2 separate regions of the Sus scrofa genome follow, and region 1 is linked to region 2. A link is a contact called in public Hi-C data. All regions are on one chromosome and are shown on one strand. The core of a region is the stretch at or near the end of the contact, and the rest is flanking DNA. Distances in the headings are between cores, read along the strand shown.

What was found. A called contact is a pair of places that touch in the nucleus more often than the background predicts.
Region 1: a contact with region 2 is called in a Hi-C map of alveolar macrophages, with 1.7 times the contacts expected there. The contact joins two enhancer-like sites. A contact is called at or near these places in 2 of 47 Hi-C or Micro-C datasets (alveolar macrophages and liver) and 1 of 2 datasets of contacts at active chromatin or transcription factors (skeletal muscle).

Annotation. Positions count from the first base shown.
Region 1 is chr6:153,581,515-153,585,434 of Sscrofa11.1, forward strand. No RefSeq gene overlaps it. Among named protein-coding and RNA genes, the nearest start is that of JUN, 100 kb to the right of the region's middle. Within about 2 kb of position 1,452, at least 16 of the 83 cell types and tissues checked have an H3K27ac peak or open chromatin away from gene starts, as enhancers often do. A contact at or near this core is called in alveolar macrophages, where this site is marked.
Region 2 is chr6:153,425,196-153,428,917 of Sscrofa11.1, forward strand. No RefSeq gene overlaps it. Among named protein-coding and RNA genes, the nearest start is that of FGGY, 210 kb to the left of the region's middle. Within about 2 kb of position 1,791, at least 28 of the 83 cell types and tissues checked have an H3K27ac peak or open chromatin away from gene starts, as enhancers often do. A contact at or near this core is called in alveolar macrophages, where this site is marked.

The sequences.
Region 1 (3,920 bases), core at 202-2,701, 160 kb after region 2:
CGGATCCTTAACTCACTGAGGGAGGCCAGGGATCGAATCCACATCCTCATGAATCAGGTTCATTACCACTGAGCCACAATGGGAACTCCAAGAACGGGAAACTTCTAATAGTCGGGGGTTGGCTTTCTTTTTCCTCTGCCTCTTCACGAAGACAGTATTTAGATCGAGGTAGGTAGCTGCTTTTGAATCTATACAAACAGATGTTGCACTGTTTGGAAACATTCTCCAGAAGTCTAGAAATGAAAAGACTCTGTACCCCCAGAGACACCCTGAAAGAGTTCTCTGGTGGAAGAGGGAAGGGGAAGGAGAGAAAGAGGAAGCATTCCATATATCCTAAATATTATGACAGTCACTTTCTTTTTTTTTTTTTTTTTTGTCTTTTTTTTGGTTGTTGTTGCTATTTCTTGGGCCGCTCCCGCGGCATATGGAGGTTCCCAGGCTAGGGGTCCAATCGGAGCTGTAGCCACCGGCCTACGCCAGAGCCACAGCAACGCGGGATCGAGCCGAGTCTGCACCCTACACCACAGCTCACGGCAACGCCGGATCGTTAACCCACTGAGCAAGGGCAGGGATCGAACCCGCAACCTCATGGTTCCTAGTCGGATTCGTTAACCACTGCGCCACGACGGGAACTCCTATGACAGTCACTTTCATACAGAGTGAGGGTGAGGATGATGGTGGCTAACTTTATTGACAGATACAGTTCTGAGTGCCTTATACATATTAACCCCATTTTGCAGAGGAGGAAACTGAAGTACTGAAAAGGCAAAATAAATCAAAGGTCACCCTGCACTGAGGTTCAAGTCCCAGCAGTCTGAGTCCTGGGGCCATGTGTGTGACCATCCCACTGCACTGCTCCCATAGCCCGCAGGCTATTGGATCCTCATGGACCCCATGGGCATCCTTCAGATGGGAAACTGGGGCTCTGAAAGCTGGGTAACTCGCAAGAGGTCACACAAAGAAAGATGGGATGTTTCTTTTGCTCTTCAAAATTACTTCCTTCTTTTTTACTGGTAGAAAGACCATCGAGCATGAGTCCAAATGTAGCTTCCTATTATATCTTTGCTTGAGTCCCCTTTTCCGCGGTGGGTCAGGCAGAAGAAATCTACTAGAAAACCTCTAGAAAAAAGCATCTAGCCCGAGCGTGGCATGTAGCAGAGGGGGCTGGTAGGCCTACTCTCCCAACTTCCTCACCTCTTCTCTTCCTCCGGAAAAGAAATGAGGTCCTTCCGCTTACCAGGATGACAACGCCATTCCCTTTTGTGTCCTGGTTCTGCGTGCTTTTGAACAAGTTCCAGTTTGACTATGATAATCTAAAAATGTGGAACCAGACCTTAACCTTGCAGTCCAGCTCCAGGCTGACCAAGGAGGAAGTGCAATGTCACCTTGTTATTTGACACTACCCTCCTAGTGATACAACCAGAGTTTACATTCTTTCTTTTGGCAGCCACCATACGCTGCTGACTCACGACTCTCTCAGGTCCCAAGTTCCTGTCTATTGCCCTCTCTTCTACTTGGCCTGATGTCTCAAGACTTCTCCCATTGGTGTTATGCTGGGATTCACCAGGGATTCTTGCAGCCAGTAGCTCTCAGACTAGGGGCTAATCTACACCCTCAACTATCAGCCTTCGTCTTTGGATCCTCCAGGGGGATACTCTCTGACTCTGCCAGGGGAACAATGGACAGAGGGATATTTCATATACAGTTAGAGCAGTAAGTGATCGGAAAACATCCCTGGCCAGGAGGGAACACTGCTGTGGTCTTGTGTGGGTTCACTTCCCAGAGTTTGGGAGCCATGATTTATTCATGCATACATGCACATTAAAGTAATGGTGGGGGTAATTCCAAGGGGCGTTGTTGGGAAGACGGTGATAGCTGGGTGGGTGCAGAAGGCTGGAGGGGGGGGGGGGGGCTGATCAACTGGAATCAATGCAGGCCAAAAAAAAAAAAAAAAAAAAAAAAAAAAAAAAAAAAAAAAAAAAAAAAAAAAATGGGTAATCAAGCTGAAATATAGGCCGGATTCAAAGCCACTTAGCACCTTTGTGACTTCAGGCCAAGACCCCACTTTTTTTTTTTTTTTTTTTTTTTGTCTTTTTAGGGCCACACCCACGGCATATGGAGGCTCCCAGGATAGGGGTCGAATTGGAGCTGTAGCCGCTGGCCTATGCCACAGCCACAGCAACACCAAACCTGAGCCGAGTCTGCAACCTGCACCACAGCTCACAGTAACGCGGGATCTTTAACCCCCTGAGCAGGGCCAGGGATGGAACTCACATCCTCATGGATACTAGCCAGATTCGTTTCTGCTGAGCCAAGATGAGAACTCCTAAGACCCAACATTTTAAAGCCTCAGTTTCTCTCTGAAACCTGGAGCAATCGGAGTGCTTACTTCATCATGACGTTGAGAGGATGAAAAAAGAAAGCATCAAAATTTCACTGGCATCAGTATTTCACTGGCACAAAGGGAGGGTTCAGCATTTGTGATGATCTCTGCCTGCCCTTGCTCTCCCATTCAAGCATTTATTCAGTAAGTACTCACCAACAGTCTTGAGAGGGTACAGTGAAAGAAACACAGATACAAGTAAAGGCCTAAGTGCAGGATTGGGCTCTGGTGGATAAAGATGCTTCCAGGGACCAGCCAAATGCTTTACGGGAGATTTGCTCTAGTTCTGGCTTTAGACTGCTGGACACTCCAGCCACTTCAACCCACCCCAATATACACATTATCTTTTCTGCACCATGTGTGAGTTTGAAATTTCTCAGATTACTCTCAAAGTGACCTTGGGCAAATCCCATAACTCATCTCAGCCCCTGGCACATATGTAACAGATATGTGAATATGCACAGCACCCAAGTTTTGTAGTAGAGGTGAGAAGCCAAGCCCGCACTTGGCTGATACCCCAGAACTTTGAGCTGCGTTCCTCCCACCACTCCCTCTGCCTGCCAATCCTCTATTACTATGTGCCAAGCTTGGGCTTGAGGCTAGTTGGTCAACAGACTCATGAGAAGTTAGCCCTGCCCATAGAGAGCTTAAAGTTTGCAGGGGGGATGGAGGGCGCTCAACATGTGCACCTCCAGCCCTAATAGAGAGAGGGCTAAGGACTGTGATGGAATTACGTACAATGCAATGTAGGAATGCCAGGAAGGGCAAATCCCTTCATGGCCCTCAGTTTCTTCATCTGTCAAATGGGTGTAATTCGTTTCCACCTCCCATGAGATGACTTAAGGGAGTTAGTAAATGTGAAAGTATCTGTTGGAAAGTTTAGTTCTGTGCCAGTGTTTCTATTTATTTCCCTATTTCTCCATTAGAAGTCAAGCCTCTGGAGCGCGAGCCTATGTCTTACCCATTCCCCTCTTCCCAGCACATTGACACAGAGCATGGACCAGTCAACAGTGGCTGAATGAACCAACGGAAGAATTTATTATCTGATTTTATTTTCCCAACCTCAGAGAGGTACACCCATCTTATAGGTGGAGAGAAAATACTATACAGGGTTCAACAAGCTGCTTGGCAGCCAATGACTGGAGCCTCTCAGACCTGTTCTGATGACCTTTCTACTAGATTCACAACCCAGGCCACTGGCTTAGGTAGGAAGGTAGGAAGGCACTGCTCTGCTGAACATGACTCACCCTTCTCCTTGGGTCATGGAGCCAATCCCATCAGCCTCTCTGCTGAGTCCTGGGTGGAGGTGAAGCTGGGACTTGAGGAGAAAGCAGAGCTATCCTGCTGGACCGGTGTGCCCAGGGATCCCTCAGGCCACTAAGTACATTGCCTGGGAAATCCCTCATTTGGGGGTGATGATGGGGTGAGTACGCAGATGTCACACTGGGTCCACTCCCCTCTCTTGCAAGAGTGTCTGAAAGGCAACACCTAGCCAGGCGCTGTGCCCAGCTGCCTCTAACTCAGAGGCCTCCCTTCC
Region 2 (3,722 bases), core at 541-3,040:
GCTTCTGTGGTAGACATTAAGTTACGCATCAATATTTCCTTAAACATGGTAACCCCATGGCGCAGGTATTACTATATCCATCTTGAAGATTAGCAAACTGAAAATGGAGAAGTCCATAAACTAACCCAAGATCATAGGTAGAGCTGGGGTCCAAGGCTGGACCATGCAGTAACCACTGCCTGGTGTCTCCAGGTTACTGACTCTCAGACCAGCTTGTTGCTGACTGTGGAAGCTGCCTCAGCCCTCCCCCGTGCAAGGGGAGTGTGTCTCCATTATTGCTGGGGATAAGCAAGCCCTGGCCTTGGAAGGGCTAATTATGACAGTAGCCAGAGATGCCTTACAAAGCTGCCAGACAGCAGCAGGCAGAGCACTGGGAAGCTGTGCAAGCAGGTCTGCCTGCTGCCCTCTCCTCCTCCTCCTCTTCTCTCCCAAACCCACCACACACAGTGCCCTCCCTTGCTGTTGTGACTCTATCCCTATCACTTTCCTAGAGCTAGCCATCTTCAGCACTGCATCCTTGGCAGATCATTAGAGAACACCAGCCTTGGTGGTGCAGGGTTATAAACAGAGCAAGGGCTGAGGCGTCAGGAAGGTCTGGGTTCTAGTCCTTCATGAATTTATCCTCCAAGGGAGCTGCATGACTTGGGCGAGTTACTCAACCTTTTGTGAATAGGATAATTGTACCTGACTTGTAACATTAGACTCAATAGAAAACATACCTTGAAGGTCTCCCCCATCCCCCACTCAATCCAAGCCATTGTCGTTTTCTCTGGGATTATCCCAGGAGCTTCCTAACCAGCCTTCTCATCCCCTCCCTTGTTCCATTGCAAAATTGCCATGTTGTACCCAGGAGTCATCTTTTTAAAACATGACTCTGATCATTAGAGCTCCTGGCACTCCCCCAATATTAGCAATAAATTAACACCAAAAATTTCTCATTGTTGCTAGGATAAACCCCCATTTCTGTCATGTAAGGGCCTTGGTGATCTGGCCCCTGCCTACTTCTCCACTCACTGACCCCCCTTTCCAAACTCTTCTGCAACCCCAAACTCCCTTCTGTCATTGCCTCCCAAGCAGAGGCTCTTTCCTGCCTCAGGGACCTCTCAACTGCTGTTCCAGCCCCCTGGGACTCCCTTTTCCCTCTCTTCACCCGCTAACACCTCTTTATCCTTTAAGTCTCAACTTGCCTTCCTAAGAGAGGCCTTCCCTGAATGCTCTGTTTACATCCAGCCCCTTTCACAGTGTCATGCTGTTCTTCCACAAGGAAGATTATGTGATTCCTTGTTCAACGTCTGTCTCCTCCCATAGGCGGAGAGCAAAGAGTGTGTCTCTGTGTTCCTTTCTACCTATCCCCGGGGTGCCTGGGACAAAGCTGGTACTCAAGAAACACCTGGTGTCTGAAGGGATGAATGTTATGTGTAAATTAGCACAGGTATCGCACACATGGCACACCTTTAACAGATCTTTGTAGCCACACACACCCCCCTCCTCCCCATCCTGGTGGACCCACCAGAGCACAGCGCTCAGCAGTGGGCACAGTCTCTCCCTCATCCCAACTCCCCTACCCTGTGGGGCTGGCTGGGTGCAAAGCCCCCAAGGCCAACGGCAGGCCCTGCCACCACAGAGAGCAGGGGCTGTCTGTCAAGAATGGGGCCGGCCGCTGGGGAGCAAGCCCCTTGGGTCCTCATCAGCCAACCCTCCCTAACCTTTCTTCCCCACTGCAGAGAGCAGTCCCGCCGCAGCCAATGCACGTTGAACTGGGGCTTGTTTTGTTGTATGTGCTGCTAGGCAACTGGCCTGTTTTTGCTTATTTACCTCCCTTGGGCCATTTCACAACACTCTGTAATAGGCCCTCCTCTCTCGGGCACACATCTGGTTTGGGTTTAGCCTGTCAGAGCCCCCTCTGCACAGAGCTAGTACTTTCCCTGAGTCACTGAGAGGGACCCCATGCTCTGGCTGCCCAGCCTTGGTACTGGTGGACCAGCCAGACCCTGCCCTTCACTCATCCAGCCTTGAGTCCCTCTCCCCTGGAACCTCCTCCTCCTTGTTTTCAGCAGTGTACACATTTCAGTCTGAAGGTGGAGGGAGAACCTGTGAGAAGGAAAAGAATGAGGGGGCTTCAAGGTCTGTTAGAGCAGGAAGTTTTTTATTTTGTGTGTGTGTGTGTGTGTGTGTGTGTGTGTGTGTGTGTGTGTGTGTGTGTTTAGGACCGCACTCAGGGCATATGGAGGGTCCCAGGCTAGGGGTTGAATCAGAGCTGTAGCCGCCTTCCTATGTCACAGCCACAGCAACGCGGGATCCAAGCTGGGTCTGCGACCTTTACCACAGCTCAGGGCAACACCAGATTCTTAACCCACTGAACGAGGCCAGGGATTGAATCTGTGTCCTCATGGATACTTATCAGATCCATATCCACTGAGCCAGGATGGGAACTCCTAGAGCAGGAATTTTAGAGACAGTGAAGTCTGAGCTGCCTCCAGCCACTCCTCTCCCCTCCCCCACCCATCGACTTACCCCAGGGGTCACAGCCAGACAGGGGCAGGCCCAGGACCAGGTTCTGGGGCATCTCCTCCCTTACCCTGAAGCCCTCCCACAAAGATCACCTTGGAGGGAGAGAATGGGTTAAATTGGGTGTTATTAGGTATGAAAGAAACAGAAGGTTTACCCCCTCTCTCTCCATCATGCCCCATTTATGGAGGGGTTTCTCCAAAGGACCAAGAGTGTTGGAGCTTTAGTAGATGTCACTTTAGAAAGTTCCCAATTTCTTTACCTACCTGCAGAGGACGTATTAGGGAGGGGACAGGGACAGGTCAATCAAGAAGGGTTGGGAGCAAACACAGGGCACCCTCTTCTGTGCCTTCCCTCCTAGTGTTCTGGCAAACACATCACCCCCAGAGCAAAACCCCAGGTTCTGACATGGCTTACAAGATTCTACAAGACCTGGCCTTGCTATCTCTCTGACCTCATCCTCCCCTCCCCTGCCCTTGTACATTCAGCCACAGTGATTGGTGCCAAGAAAGAGCTAGAAGGCTTCCTTGGTGTGGAAACAGCCAGCCGCTGGGCAGAGCTGACTGAGCACAGCAAGAACTGGGTTTCTCACCCACTTTCTCTCTAAGCCAGGTCCCACTGGGCAGAGAACCAAATGCTCAGAGTTGCTCAAACACGCAAACTGTTTCATTTTTCTCTGCAGCACTTACCTGCTTCTGACATAGGGTTACATTTTTTATTTGCTATCAGTCTTTGTCGGCTAGAATGTAAGCTCCTTGCGGGCAGGGTCTTTGTTCTGTTCATGGTTGCGTCTTTGTACCTAGAACAGTTATATATGAAGACTAGCCTCAATGAGGATTTGTTTGAATGAATGAATGAGTCGATGTTTCCTCCTAACTTGTTCACGTGGCGATATTTCTTTACACCTCCTTCTCACCTGCAAGATGAAATGCTGTCTGAAGGCCCTGCTCTCTATCCCAGCTCACTGGGACATTGCCCATCTCAGAACTTTTGGAGCACGTGCTGTCCCTCTGCCGGGAATGCCCCTCCTGGTCCAGCTCTGCATCTCCTGGCGGGGTGTGACCTAATAGCTTGCAGTGCTGGGATGAACTTCTTGGCAGTATCTGGCTACCTGTCTGCAGTTGGCCATCATGAGGACAATTACTTGCTGGGCTGCTCCATGTTAATCAGTGAGGAATAAGGGGACCAAGTGACCAGCCGAGCAGCAACTGAGC